Regions from separate parts of the Sus scrofa genome. Here region 1 is linked to region 2. A link is a contact called in public Hi-C data. All regions are on one chromosome and are shown on one strand. The core of a region is the stretch at or near the end of the contact, and the rest is flanking DNA. Distances in the headings are between cores, read along the strand shown. Region 1 holds the start of ING2 (inhibitor of growth protein 2). Region 2 holds the start of DCTD (deoxycytidylate deaminase).

Region 1 (6,228 bases), core at 1,233-3,732, 430 kb after region 2:
AAAAGTAGGAAAAAAGAAAAGATTTCAAGTTTAATTGGCCTGACTCAAGCAGCAGCTGAAACTTCTCAGGCAGGATCTTTAGGAAAACTTCACTATTACTAGCTAGAGTTTGAAGTGGTTGCTCCCCTTTCTCACAGCACAAATAAGGGTCTACCAGGTAACTCTTAAAGTAATGGATTTAGAAATTAAAGGCAATCTCAGACACTTCTATTAATTTGGTGGTGGCCTTTACTTACCTTTTTAAAGGTTACTTTTGGAAGAAAAATATACTGAAGAACAAATAAGATGTCTTTTGCTTTATTCATTCAATTAAATACCATTGATTAATTTCTACATTGCAGAGAATTAGGGACTTTTTTTTTTTTTTGTCTTTTTGTCTTTTTGCCATTTCTTGGGTCGCTCCCGCAGCATATGGAGGTTCCCAGGCTAGGGGTCGAATCGGAGCTGTAGCTGCCGGCCTACACCAGAGCCACAGCAACGCGGGGGATCCGAGCCGTGTCTGCAACTTATACCACAGCTCACGGCAGATCCCTAACCCATTGAGCAAGGGCAGGGATGGAACCCACAACCTCATGGTTCCTAGTCGGATTCGTTAACCACTGAACCATAACGGGAACTCCGAGAATTAGGGACTTTTAAATACTGTATTTAGCAGGGTACAGGAACCCAATTTGAAAAGGCCCCAAGTTTCCAGCTAAGTAATTACTGAGAAGAAAAGGACATGATAAATAACCAAGGTCAAGGGTTGAGTTTGGGGAGGTTGGTGATTTTTTTTTTTTTTTAATTCTCTCCACCCAGTCTGCTTTCAAAAGTATGGCAGGAATAAGCCTTTGATTCGTTTTTGTAAATTAATATAGCAAGAAAAGCACTTGTCTGAAATAATTCACACCCACATATATATGACCAGATAAGAGTGTCCTTAGGTTTAGAAAAACACAAGCTCAAAAATCATTATCTGGATTTTTTTTTTTTTTTTGCTTCCTTTCAGCTTGTTCAATAGGATTATGAAAGGTGAAAATAATGCTCTAAAAGTTTTACATTTGCATATTCATCCTCCCTTCATCTCATGCTCTTCTGTTCTTGGAGGGAGTGCTCTAGGTATTCAGAATCACTGCCTTTTCTCACTTCTACTTTCTAACCATGTGTCATATCTGCCTGCAGATCACTATTTAGGCTGAATAAAATCATAGGTGCATTCTATGTCTAATCAGAATCAATAAATAATAAGACATTGTGCATTATTTGGGGCCTTCAAAAAAACCCTAACCGATTTAAATCTATGTGTAAACAAAACTAGTAAGGTTCAGGCAAAAAGTGATAAAATTCAATTTTTCACAGTGACTGTTTTTTGACAAGATCTGGCTGCTTAACCTAAGAGATTTAAAGGAGGACAACAATAAGAAACCTAGATGATTCTCTGAAATACAATACTACACTGCCTGGGTTGAAGTGGTCAAAACCTCAAAGTGTCACAGGAAAATAGCACATGACAATCTTCGAGTCCTGTGTAATATTACTTTGTTCCCAAGACTCAAATTTCCAAGAATGCTTTGTTTCGGCTTTAAAATTTAAAATATCCTGTACCTCAAGGTCTAGATTTCTCTTTGCATGTCAATGGTAACCATACTATTAACAGCTATTTCAAAAGTACTCTAAATAGGTCACCATGCAAGTGCACCACCGCGGCGAACCAAATGGATATAAGGAGAAATCCAAATTTATCACCCACTCACGTTTTCTTTTTAACTCAAATGTGCTACTCACAATAGTGTTTGTTTACTTTGGCACGCCATTAAAATTCTCTTTGTATTAGTTCTCTTTACACCCGTTTCTTCCAAAAACACACGTCATTATACAAACTGAGTCCATCTGAAATTAAAATTAGCTCCTCTGCCTGGCATTTCAGTTTACAAAAGACAGAAATTAAACCCTGTCGACCGATCACCTAGATGAGGACGTGAACCTGATTCCTAATTAGGTTTTTCCTCGCGTCTTCACCACCCCTTGTCCTCGGGCCCCCCAGTGTTTTTCTGTCTTAGAGGAGAAAGATGTTAAGGTGGTGGTGAACCTCAAGCCGCCAGGAAGCCCTAGCCGACGTTTAATGCTTAAACGTTCTGATCCCCCGGGGGGAAACTTTTTTCTTTTTCTTTTTTTAAGGTTACCCGTTGGACAGTTTTCAGGGCAGTCAGCCCACACTAAACTCGATCTCCCAAGAGCGGGAGGGTGGACAAAACCTGCACGGTCGTGGGACGGCGCGGGGGGGCCCCGCGTCTGAGGAAGGGTGGGACCTCGTTGAAGCCAGGAGATTCAAAACACGGATCGACTAAGGGAGAAAGAAACCTCAGGGGGCTGTGGGGGCACCGCCTACCTCCGCGATCAGCCCCGGATGCTCCGGGAGCCTACAGGCCGCGGCGGGAGGAGGACCGAGCCCGAGGGCGGTGCCGAGCGGGCGGGCACACAGCCGCCGCGCATGCTCGGAGCCGCGCCCGCTGCAAGCCGCCGCGTCGACCCGCAAGGCCTCCCTCCAGGGTCGCGGCGGAGAGCCACCGCCCGCTGCTCCTTTTAAGGCTTGCGAGGGGCCGCGCTTGATCCACCTGATGGGGGAAAAGTCGGTAACACCGGGCTGGGGGAGCTGGTCCAAGCTTCCCCCTCCCTGTGGGAAGGACGAAAGGGAGGACTCAGCCGTCAGCCCCCGCAAGTCCCATTCAGACCTTGAGCAAAGAGGTGGACTTGACAGTGCTTCCCCTTTAAGAGGGGGCGGTGCGCAGCCTGCCGTTTGGCTGCCCTTCGCACCCTCCCCCCGCCCCGGGCCGAGAGTTTACAGACCAATCACCCGGGTGGCGGAGGGAAGGCGGGAGAATGCGAACCTTTCGGTAGGGCGGTAGGGGCGGGCCCCCGGCCTTATTAGGAGGGAGGCCTGCGCAGGCGCAGACGCGTCCGCAGCCGGAGGGGCGGGGGCAATCCAGTGAGAGACTCTCCGACAGGCACCGAGGGTGATTGGGAGGAAAGGGGCAGCGAAAGGCTTGTCATGGGGTTCCGAGCTGCGAAGCGGCATCGGTAGCATCTGGGGATTTTGAGGGGGACAGGAAGTGTCAACGCCCGGGACCCCGGCGCCAGCTCCGCTGGGGGGATCCCCGCTGCTCTAGTCCTGGGGAGGGAGGGGAAAAAGGAGGGAGCCCAGATCTCGCCCCGCCCCTGGGCTTGTTACCGCGGGGGCGGGGAGTGAGGGCTTCTTTTTGGGGGGAGTGGAGATCGGGGGACTCGGCTGTGCCCTCCTGAGCGGCTGCGGGTGTCCCCGCGGCGCCGGGCTGCGGAGCAGAGGAGCCGCGGCGGCCGTGGCTGTTGCATGAGTGGCTGCTGGATGCGGAGGCGGCGGCGGCGGCGGCGGCGAGGAGCAGCAGCGGCGGCAGGATGTTAGGGCAGCAGCAGCAGCAACTCTACTCGTCGGCCGCACTCCTGACCGGGGAGCGGAGCCGGCTTCTCACCTGCTACGTGCAGGACTACCTCGAGTGTGTGGAGTCGCTGCCCCACGACATGCAGAGGAACGTGTCCGTGCTGCGAGAGTTGGACAACAAATATCAAGGTAGGGGCCGCGGGACTGCCTGTGCGGGTCCTCCCCCAACTCATCCGCTGGCCGCCGGGCACGGTCCCTCGGAGCCTGCCTGGGGAAGTGCCGCTTTCCATTTCTCCTGTGACAGTCTCCCCGAGTGTACAGAGGGGTCTGGTGTGTGGGACGGGAGAACGGGACTGGAGACGGGGTTCGCGGCCCTCCCTTCCCCCTGCGGTCGGCGAGGACTTCTCTTGGAGTCTCAAGGGTGGAGGTGGGGGCGGCTCGACAGCCCCCGCTGCAGACCCGGAGGCTGCAGCTGGTGTGGAGGGGAATCAGCCATTTTAAGCAGCAAGCATTTGTTCCGGCGCTCCCCTGCCCGGTGCCGCAGACCCTCCTGCCCCGGCCGGGGAGTGTACGGCCAGGCGGGGCTGTGGGGAGTGAGCGGCCGGCCGCGGCCGGACTCCCGCTGGTCTCCTGGGCCTGGCTTTCCCCACCCCCCAGGTGGGCCCCCACTCCTTGAGAGCAGATGCATTGGAACGTGCGAGGGGGAGGGGGCTAGAGGGCTGCGAAGGCGGCCTCCGGGGAGGTCCCTCCGTCGGCTCTCAGGCTCCGGACTCGGGAATAGTAGTCTCCTCTCCCGCCCCAGGGAAAGTTCCGGGCCGTAGCCTTTCCCAACTTGTTCAGCCAAATGGTTAAAGGGCTAGGGGGGTCCCTGCGGGGAAGGAAGAGGGTGTGTGTGTGTGTGTGTGTGCGCGCGCGCGCGTGTGTGTGTGTGTGTGTGTGTGGCGGGGAGGGCCCCCACTTGGGGGCGGGGCCTGAGGCCGTGACGTAGGACATGGGAGGGGCGAGGACACGCGCGCTCCCGCCGGTCTCGGGAATGGCCAGTGTCGGGGATGGCTGGTCTCGCACAGAGTTGGGCGAAGCTAGCTGGTTGGAAACGGGTGGGAGCTGTGCGGGAAGTTAGCTCGTTCTCAGGAGATTCAGTGTTGGGATCTGGGACTGTTTGTTGTGATTTTTTTTTTTTACTTTTTCCGAACCACTCAATCACGACAAAGACACTGTCAGATGCTGGGATCGTCCCTGACCCTGGCACCGCGTAGGTTCCGGGCCTTGCGTCACTTCCGGGCCCTTGGAGGATGTGGGTTGGTTGACTGGGCAACCGCCTGGCGTCCCTTAAACCCTGAGTCCCTCCTCTTGCCAAGTTTAAGTGATTGAGGCACTAGTCACCCTTTGTGGTCCGATCCAGGAGGCTAGGACTGGGGCTCAGCTTTTCTTACAGAAAGTATTATTTATTATTTTCCATTGGTGGCCCTTTCGCCTTTCGCCAGAAGGGGAGTCTAAATGGGGAGCCGTTTGCGTTTAATAACCCTGAATCAAGGAACAGATCTGGGACTTAATGTGTAACCAGCCATATGGACTTTAAAGGGATAACTTCTTGGACCCATTCTCTGTTTCGGCACGTCACTAATCCTGTGATTTAGTCTCTAAGGAACCCGTTTCTTAAAGGGTGATATTTTTGGGCCTGTAGGATTTTAGAGCATCTCGGTGTGTTTTAATCTGTAATTTATTTTGAGCCCGTATGATTAAGAGGACTGATCTTTATGCGGGGGGAGTAGTGAAATAATACAGATTATTTACCGTCAGTTGCTGCACCACGTCCAGAACATTATCTCATTTAATCTTCACAACTCTATGAAATTAAAATTCATTTTGCAGATAAATTAAAATTTACAAGGAGTTTTAAGTTACTTGTCCGATTAAATGGGGAATGTTTGACTCCACAGCCTGGCTACTTCAGGGGCACATCCTTGTTTTTAAATTATTTAAGCTTTTTTTTTTTTTTTTTTTAAGTACTCTCTAAAGGTATTTTCTATAGACATGGAGCACATACTTGAAATTGTAACCTAAAAATGTTATATGTGTGCTTAAGAATTGTATGTTGAACAACTTTAGTTTTTCAAATAATCATAACTCTGAACTTTGTAAAACTTGCAGGCTTTTACATTTCTTTAAAGATGTATTTGCCTTTACAAAAGTCAAGCTATTTTCATTTGAGTTGGGAGGGACAGTTTATTACAGGGAAATCTGCCATCTTGACCTTCTAGAGTTGACAGAAGTAGCTCTAACGACACAAGAGACAGGATTAGGCCTTCAAAAATGGAGAGATTTAAAAAAATTAGCTCCGTTTAGATTGTAGTTACTTTCAAAAGAAACGTAAAAACAATGATCTTGTTTTTACTCTGTACAATGCTTACTAAGCTCAACTTTCACAGTTTTCCATTAGCTTTATATGCTTGTTTGTTTTTGGTTTTTTTTGTAGGTTTTTTTGTTTGTTTGTTTGTTTTGTGGGGGGTTTTTTGGCTTTTTAGGGCTGCACCTGCGGCATGTGGAGGTTCCCAGGCTAGGGGTCTAATCGGAGCTGTAGCTGCGGGCCTACACCACAACCACAGCAACACAGGATCCAGCCCCCTCTGCGACCTACACCACAGTTCACACCAATGCCAGATCCTTAACCCAATGAACAACCCACGGATTGAACCCGAGTCTTCATGGATACTAGTCAGTTTCATTAACCACTGAGCCAGAATGGGAACTCTGGCTTTTAGGTTTTTTTTTTGTTTTGTTTTTTTTTGTTTTTTTTATTTGCTAGTTCTAAAATATTGTTTTTAGATCTAATA
Region 2 (5,978 bases), core at 3,325-5,824:
CAAAATCCTTTCAAAAGACAAGACAGTGTGCAGTGAGTCATAGCTACTTAGACTTAAAGCCCATCTTTACATGTATTATGACAGTAGTGATACTAAATGCCTTTTAAAAACCATTTAATACCTTCTACGACTTTTATGGTACATCAAATTACAAGCTCACTCTCATGAAAAAAAACTGTCTGCATTCTAACCCAGCTACATGCAAAATGAATAATTGATAAGTAAGGGGCAAAGAGCTTTGAAAATCTAGAGGTATCACATGGGTAGTAAAAAATAATGCAGACAGACAACCAGTGCCCTGAAACCCGGCAACCATTCAATAAAATACAATCAGTGAAGCTGGACAAATGCCTGTGTGGGTTTTTTTTAATTCCTTCTGGAAAGGAGCTCTGAAAGGTCCAACTTGGACCAAAGGCAAATGTCTCAGAACAAACACAATCAGCCACTCAAGAGGTTCTGGAAGTGAGAAGCCCGGGGACTGTAAATGTGCTGCAAAGCCTTGGGCTTCTAGGTCACTGCCAGAAATGTGCCTGAGGCTCACGAAGATTGAAGAAGGCATGGGTCCCCCCGGGAGAGCCACTCACTAACCAGTGAAGGCCCCTCTATGCCAATTTGACCACCGGCATCTTTCGGTAATAGCCTCAGTGCTCCACCAGGAAGCTCTGGAGCCAGAGCTATCTGTCCTGACCTGGTGAGTAAGGGTTGGGGTACCCACACAATGCCGTGTGGACCTTGAACACAGCGACCCTTTCATTTTTGCAATTTTTATACCTGACCTTGAATGTCCTGTGAAAAATCACCTTTTCATGTGCCTACACACAAGGAATCACTTCCTTTCTTCCTTATTGTTGCAACTGTACAGAATCAAAACCTGATGACAAAATGTTTCTAAAACATGTCACCACATCTTTCCCATCCTCTACTCAGCTATAAAGCTGGGCCTGAGAAGACATTTTTGCCCTTTACCCCAGAATCCCATTCTTCCTCCTCCTCCGGGAGGTGGGGGGAATTAAATGGGCTAACCTGACTATGAAATCCCCTTAATCACTAAACTGTGTTTTATTCCCTGAAAGCCCTGAGTGCTTTGTAGTTCTCCCCAATCTCATTCCTCAATTCTTCTCCACCTCCAGGCATGGTTTTTCTTTTTCTTTCAAAAATGAAGCAGTGGCCCTGAAGCAGCTTAAAAAGAAATTTATGGGGCTTATTTAACATGATTAAGGTCCAGGAACATTAGTAAAAATATATAAATTAGGCTAAGTATTCTCAAGGAAAACCTACCAGGGAAGAGCCAACGAAACAGAAAAGACTCCCATTGTGCCTGAGCCTCATTTCCTGAAGGCAAGCCTTTCCCATCTGGATGGCCTTCATCCACTTTACTGCCGACAGAGGCTGGCTGTTCAGCTCCAGACATAAACACAGGTCCCAACATTAAGAAAAAGCAGCAGCCAGCCTACGCCATCTTTTTATGGCAGTAGTTGCATATTCTTCAGGGAATTAAAAGAAAGGTGAGGCTTGGCTGGTCCCTCCCAGATAATCTCTGAGGTGAGACTCCCTGGGGCTCAGAGAGAAAACAGCATCCAGCATCCTTCCCTAACTTAAAGATGGAAACCAGAGATGGCCAGGCCAAAGGTCCTCGGTTCCATGCCTGTGGCTTGCGGTCTGACCGCCGGTCACCTGGGACTGCAGAGCCCAGGGAACAGGAGGAGGCCACTGTGCCATCCACCCCTGTGACGTCCAGCTCACAGTGCGTGCTCCGCATCCCAGAGATCGGCCTGAGCCAGATTCCCCTGGGAGGTGGAAATGAACCCTGCTTCTCATCAGAGCAAAGCCCTGGCCAGTACGTGGTTAGCTGGCTCTGCTTCCAAGTGGCCAAGAAACAAATGGCAGAGCCACTGTGTCCATTTCACAGCCGCCTCCCCAGGGGCTGTGGCACTCTGCAGAGAAGCCTGCCAGCAGTAAAACAGGACTGCTTGTGGAACCACTGCCATGCTTCTGCTCACTGGCTTTCTTTGGATTTAAGGAGAGGGAGGCGGGAAATTGGGGTAGTTCAATAGGATGCTGCTTCTTTCCAGTTGTTGATAAGTGAACAGGAAATGACGCTTCCTGACCATCCGTCACATTTAAGCACTCATCCAGGCTAGGCCGATAGGTGGAACGGAACACAAACAATGCCCTACCGTAAGGGTATTTGGTGTCCAGGATGTTCTCTGCTGTCCTCCTCCAAGGCAAGAGGTCATCACTGCACCCATTGGGCATTCCATTGTACCCGATGCCCACAATCTTATTTTCTGCATTCACGATGCAGGCTCCGACCTACAGGGAAACACACCCAAAGGCTCAGTGACTTTGAAGGAGGGCTGGCCTGTCACCAGAGAGGCAGTATGAGAGACCAGAGGCCTATGGAGCTCCCAAACGGCAGGCAGCTTCTGGATGTGCTAAGAGCTCTGTGTCTCTGGGTATAAGAGGCAGTGAATGATGGCATGTGACAATTTATTCTCTCACAGGAAAATGTGAGCACTCAGGAGTGCAGCATGAAAAACAGCAGGTTTTCTCCGCTTCCGTAAGCGGGCGGGTGTCCACAGAGTCTCTTGCTTGTATAATTGGCTGATGTGTGGGAACCTCTGTGTCTGCTTGTGAAACATTCAGACTGTAAAACTGAATGAATTCCCAAACATTCTCCTGTAAAACTCACCTACCTGGGAATTTGGATCTTTGCTCCTCTGTGCTGACAGGAAGGCCACTGCCATGAAATACTCAGGCCACTCCAAATAGTCATCACGTTTTTTGCAGGGCACTTTGCTCATGCTGAGTCTAGAAAAAAAAACACAACAGAACAGCGGTCGAGAAACACATTTTGGTCAATCTGCTTTCCAGCTTAACCCAAGCACATTTCAACTTTGGATCGACAAAGTCAGACAATTTCAATGTACATTTATCAATCAGAAATGACAGCATCTGAATCCCAGGCGATCTCTGGTCTTAAGAAAAAAAAAAAATTAAGAAATTAAGTTCCTATTTCAGAAGTTTGGGTTCAGCCTGTAAGGCTATTCCCAGATATTACATCTAGTCACTGCTTTCTCATAGGATTTACTACGCATGCCTGCCCTACAAATCACTCTCATCCTTTACATCTCCCCCATCAAATGGAGCCAGCACAGGAGGGAGGGGAAAGGGAACCCTGATTGACCATCTAATATATTTCAGACACGGTGAAAAATGATACATAGCATCTCACCCAAGCTTCATTCTGAGCTAAAGTAACTAACATTCCTCTTACGAGAACTTAGGTGGCTCGCCTGAGATCACATCACATGATTATCCATCCATGCTGGCTGGATTCCACTTGGAGCTGTCCCAACTGTGATATTCATTTGTGCCTTTCCTTTCCCCAGATGGGACAGAAGTTATCTATACCGAGTAATGAACCAAATGAGAAGAAGCTATGAAGTGTGACAAGAGTACTAAGGCAAGATCTCAGTAACACTGGGCTACCCAGCAGGTGCAAGCGGTCTCTCTTCAGGGAGTGGCCCTGAAGGGACTTAAAACTCCCAGGAAGGAAGGTGTCCTTTCAAAGGAGAGGAAACAAGGGCAAGGAAGGAGGGCCACACAAGACCCAGATGGCTCTCAGTGAGAAGTCTTGAGAAAGCCTGGACACCTGGGCTAAAGGGGAGATTTCCCGGCAGCTGGGTGTCAGGATCTCCTGTGAAGTTTAGGCTATCCCGCACGGTGGCGGGGCCCAGACTGGGGCGCAGCCAACAAGCTGGCACTGGGCACCACTGTTACCCACTGATTACATTGCCCAAATTCTGAGAAGCCTGTAAACCCTCCTAATACGAAGCGATGTTGGCTGGAACTTTACCACCTGGTTTAACAGTCAGTCTCCGTAGTCTCTGCTGGAGACCCGGTTAACTGCTTGCTAAACAGTAGGTTAGCAAGGAGAGGAGAAAAAGGAGAAAGGAATTTTTTTCCTCGGTTTGGTTTCACGTTCGCTGGTGCCCCGAAACCCAGGGGCAGAAGTACAGGAGGGACGAGCCACCCGCCGGGATACAATCCATGCTTCTCCCGCCACCCTCGATTCCGATCCCAGGTCGGAACCACGCACCCCCAACGCACACATGACTGCTCTTTTCAGGTCCCCCCGGAACCACCGGGCGCTCTCGGCTCCCGCGAAAGAGAAAGCGTCCTGGAGGCTTGAACTGACCGAATACCGCGGCCCCGCGCGTGTTTGCCCAGCGGAGGCTCCAACCGGGATGGTGCGTCCCCAGGACTCCCTGCGCCCCAGCCGCGCCACGTGGACCCGTACCGCTGCCCCCGCCCTCCCTCCGGTCAGGGTCCGCGACCTGCAGGCCGGCGCTCGTCCCCGCCGCCGCCGCCGCCGTCCCGCCGCGCGCCCGGGGAGGAAGTCGGCAGAGGAGGCGGGGCCGCCGCGTGGCCGGAAGGTGGCGGCCGCGCGCCCCAGGATGGGCCGGGGGGCGCGCGCCGGGCGGGCGGTTCCTCCGCAGGGTCGCCTGCGCGCTTGTCCCAGCCGCACAGTTAACTCGCCCAGCCCACCTAAAGGTCCGGATGGCGCCCTTTAGGGCCAGCGCACGAACGTCTCCTTCCGGGCCGGCTGGCCCCCTTTGTTGTGGGGGGTTTGGGTTTCACCGTTGACTTTGATCTGGCGGCGGCGGCCGCCGAGCCCCGGAGCCCGCGAACCCATCCCGAGGCCGCTGGGCGGGACCTGCGCGGTCGCCCGGCCACCCCGGGTCACCGGGAGGTACGGCAGGCGGCCGCTCCCGGGGCTCTGACCTTAAAACCATTGCAGTTTTCAGATCGCAGAAAAGTAGGTCGTTTTTGTTGTTGATGGTGCAGGTTTGGGGATTTATTTTTCCCCCACCTGACTTTACTATCTGCTACCTAAGGCTCTCCGTTATTAAGAAATTATATAGAGAGAGGTCTTTTACCTGTGCAAAAGACCCGAAAGAATCTACTGCACTAAAGCGGAAAGGGGAAGGAAGGAAAATTGGTTTGAGTCTCTGGAATGGGCCTGCTCTGTCGCCATGTCTTCCTGGGTAATTTTGACCTGTAGTAGCTTCACAGTTTCACGGGGAAGGAGTTTGTTGGGGGCAGAGAACTGGGTTGGGCGGGGAAGCTCTGCCTCGAGGCTCGAATGCCTCGAAGCTGCATTTGCATAAGCGCTTTGCTTGACCAGCTTTACAGTTCCTGCTCAAGTTGTGTAGAAGGGTCTGAGATGTGTGCCAAAGCCTGCGATCCCTTCTCAACCCTCTCCACTGTCCACACCCCTCCCGGTCTTCCCCGTGATGTTTGCTGGCTATGCAATTGTGCACATTTTGTTACAATTATTTAAAAAATAAAACAAAACAAAAAAACCAAAACCAAAAAACATGGTGCAGATCAATAGGAAAGACCTTGGGTGACATTTCTGAAGTTCTATGCTCTAGGGAACTAAATCTGATTTTCTTGTTTCCTTATTCTGTTCAAATGTATAGCCCTTAAGTCTAGTGGAACACTGGTTCCACCCCTGAGAATGACAAAAGAACCCCTTTCTGTTTCACACGTGGGGCTTGAGGATACTGTCAGCGCTCCATAAATAATAGCTACTGTAGTGATCATGAGTTCTGATCAGCACATCCCAGATCTGAGCCTCTAATCCAAACAAAAGCTTGTTAACTATATTAATTTACCCTAACAGAGGAAGAATGATGAGAATAAACAGTTGGTTCTATCTAATTTCTCACCACAGCAGACACATCATTCTTCATCTCCATGGTCCAGCCTGTAGATTCAATAATTAAATTATGTACTGTGTTCAGTGGATGCCGGGAAAGCAAAGGGGAAAAAAATACTTCATCCTTAACTATAGATTTTTTTTTTTTTTTTTTGCCTTGAGAAGACTGAGACTGGAAAGAGCTATGTAGATTAAGATGATGACTTTTAATGTCAAGTTAACTTTACTTGGCTGTCTTGTTGCCACTAAA

What was found. Hi-C and Micro-C count contacts between places; a contact is called where the count stands out from the background.
Region 1: a contact with region 2 is called in a Hi-C map of skeletal muscle, with 5 times the contacts expected there. The contact joins the promoter of ING2 here to the promoter of DCTD in region 2. A contact is called at or near these places in 2 of 47 Hi-C or Micro-C datasets (heart right ventricle and skeletal muscle).

What each region holds. Positions count from the first base shown.
Region 1 is chr15:44,915,113-44,921,340 of Sscrofa11.1, forward strand. ING2 (inhibitor of growth protein 2) reads left to right here and starts at 2,483. Exons shown (of 2, transcript XM_003133342.5): 1 at 2,483-3,583. The coding sequence starts at 3,412. LOC100621235 (a long non-coding RNA gene) reads right to left here and starts at 2,454. Exons shown (of 5, transcript XR_001301384.2): 1 at 2,369-2,454.
Region 2 is chr15:44,488,020-44,493,997 of Sscrofa11.1, forward strand. DCTD (deoxycytidylate deaminase) reads right to left here and starts at 4,575. Exons shown (of 6, transcript XM_021075124.1): 1 at 4,552-4,575; 2 at 2,697-2,811; 3 at 2,178-2,313. The coding sequence starts at 2,804.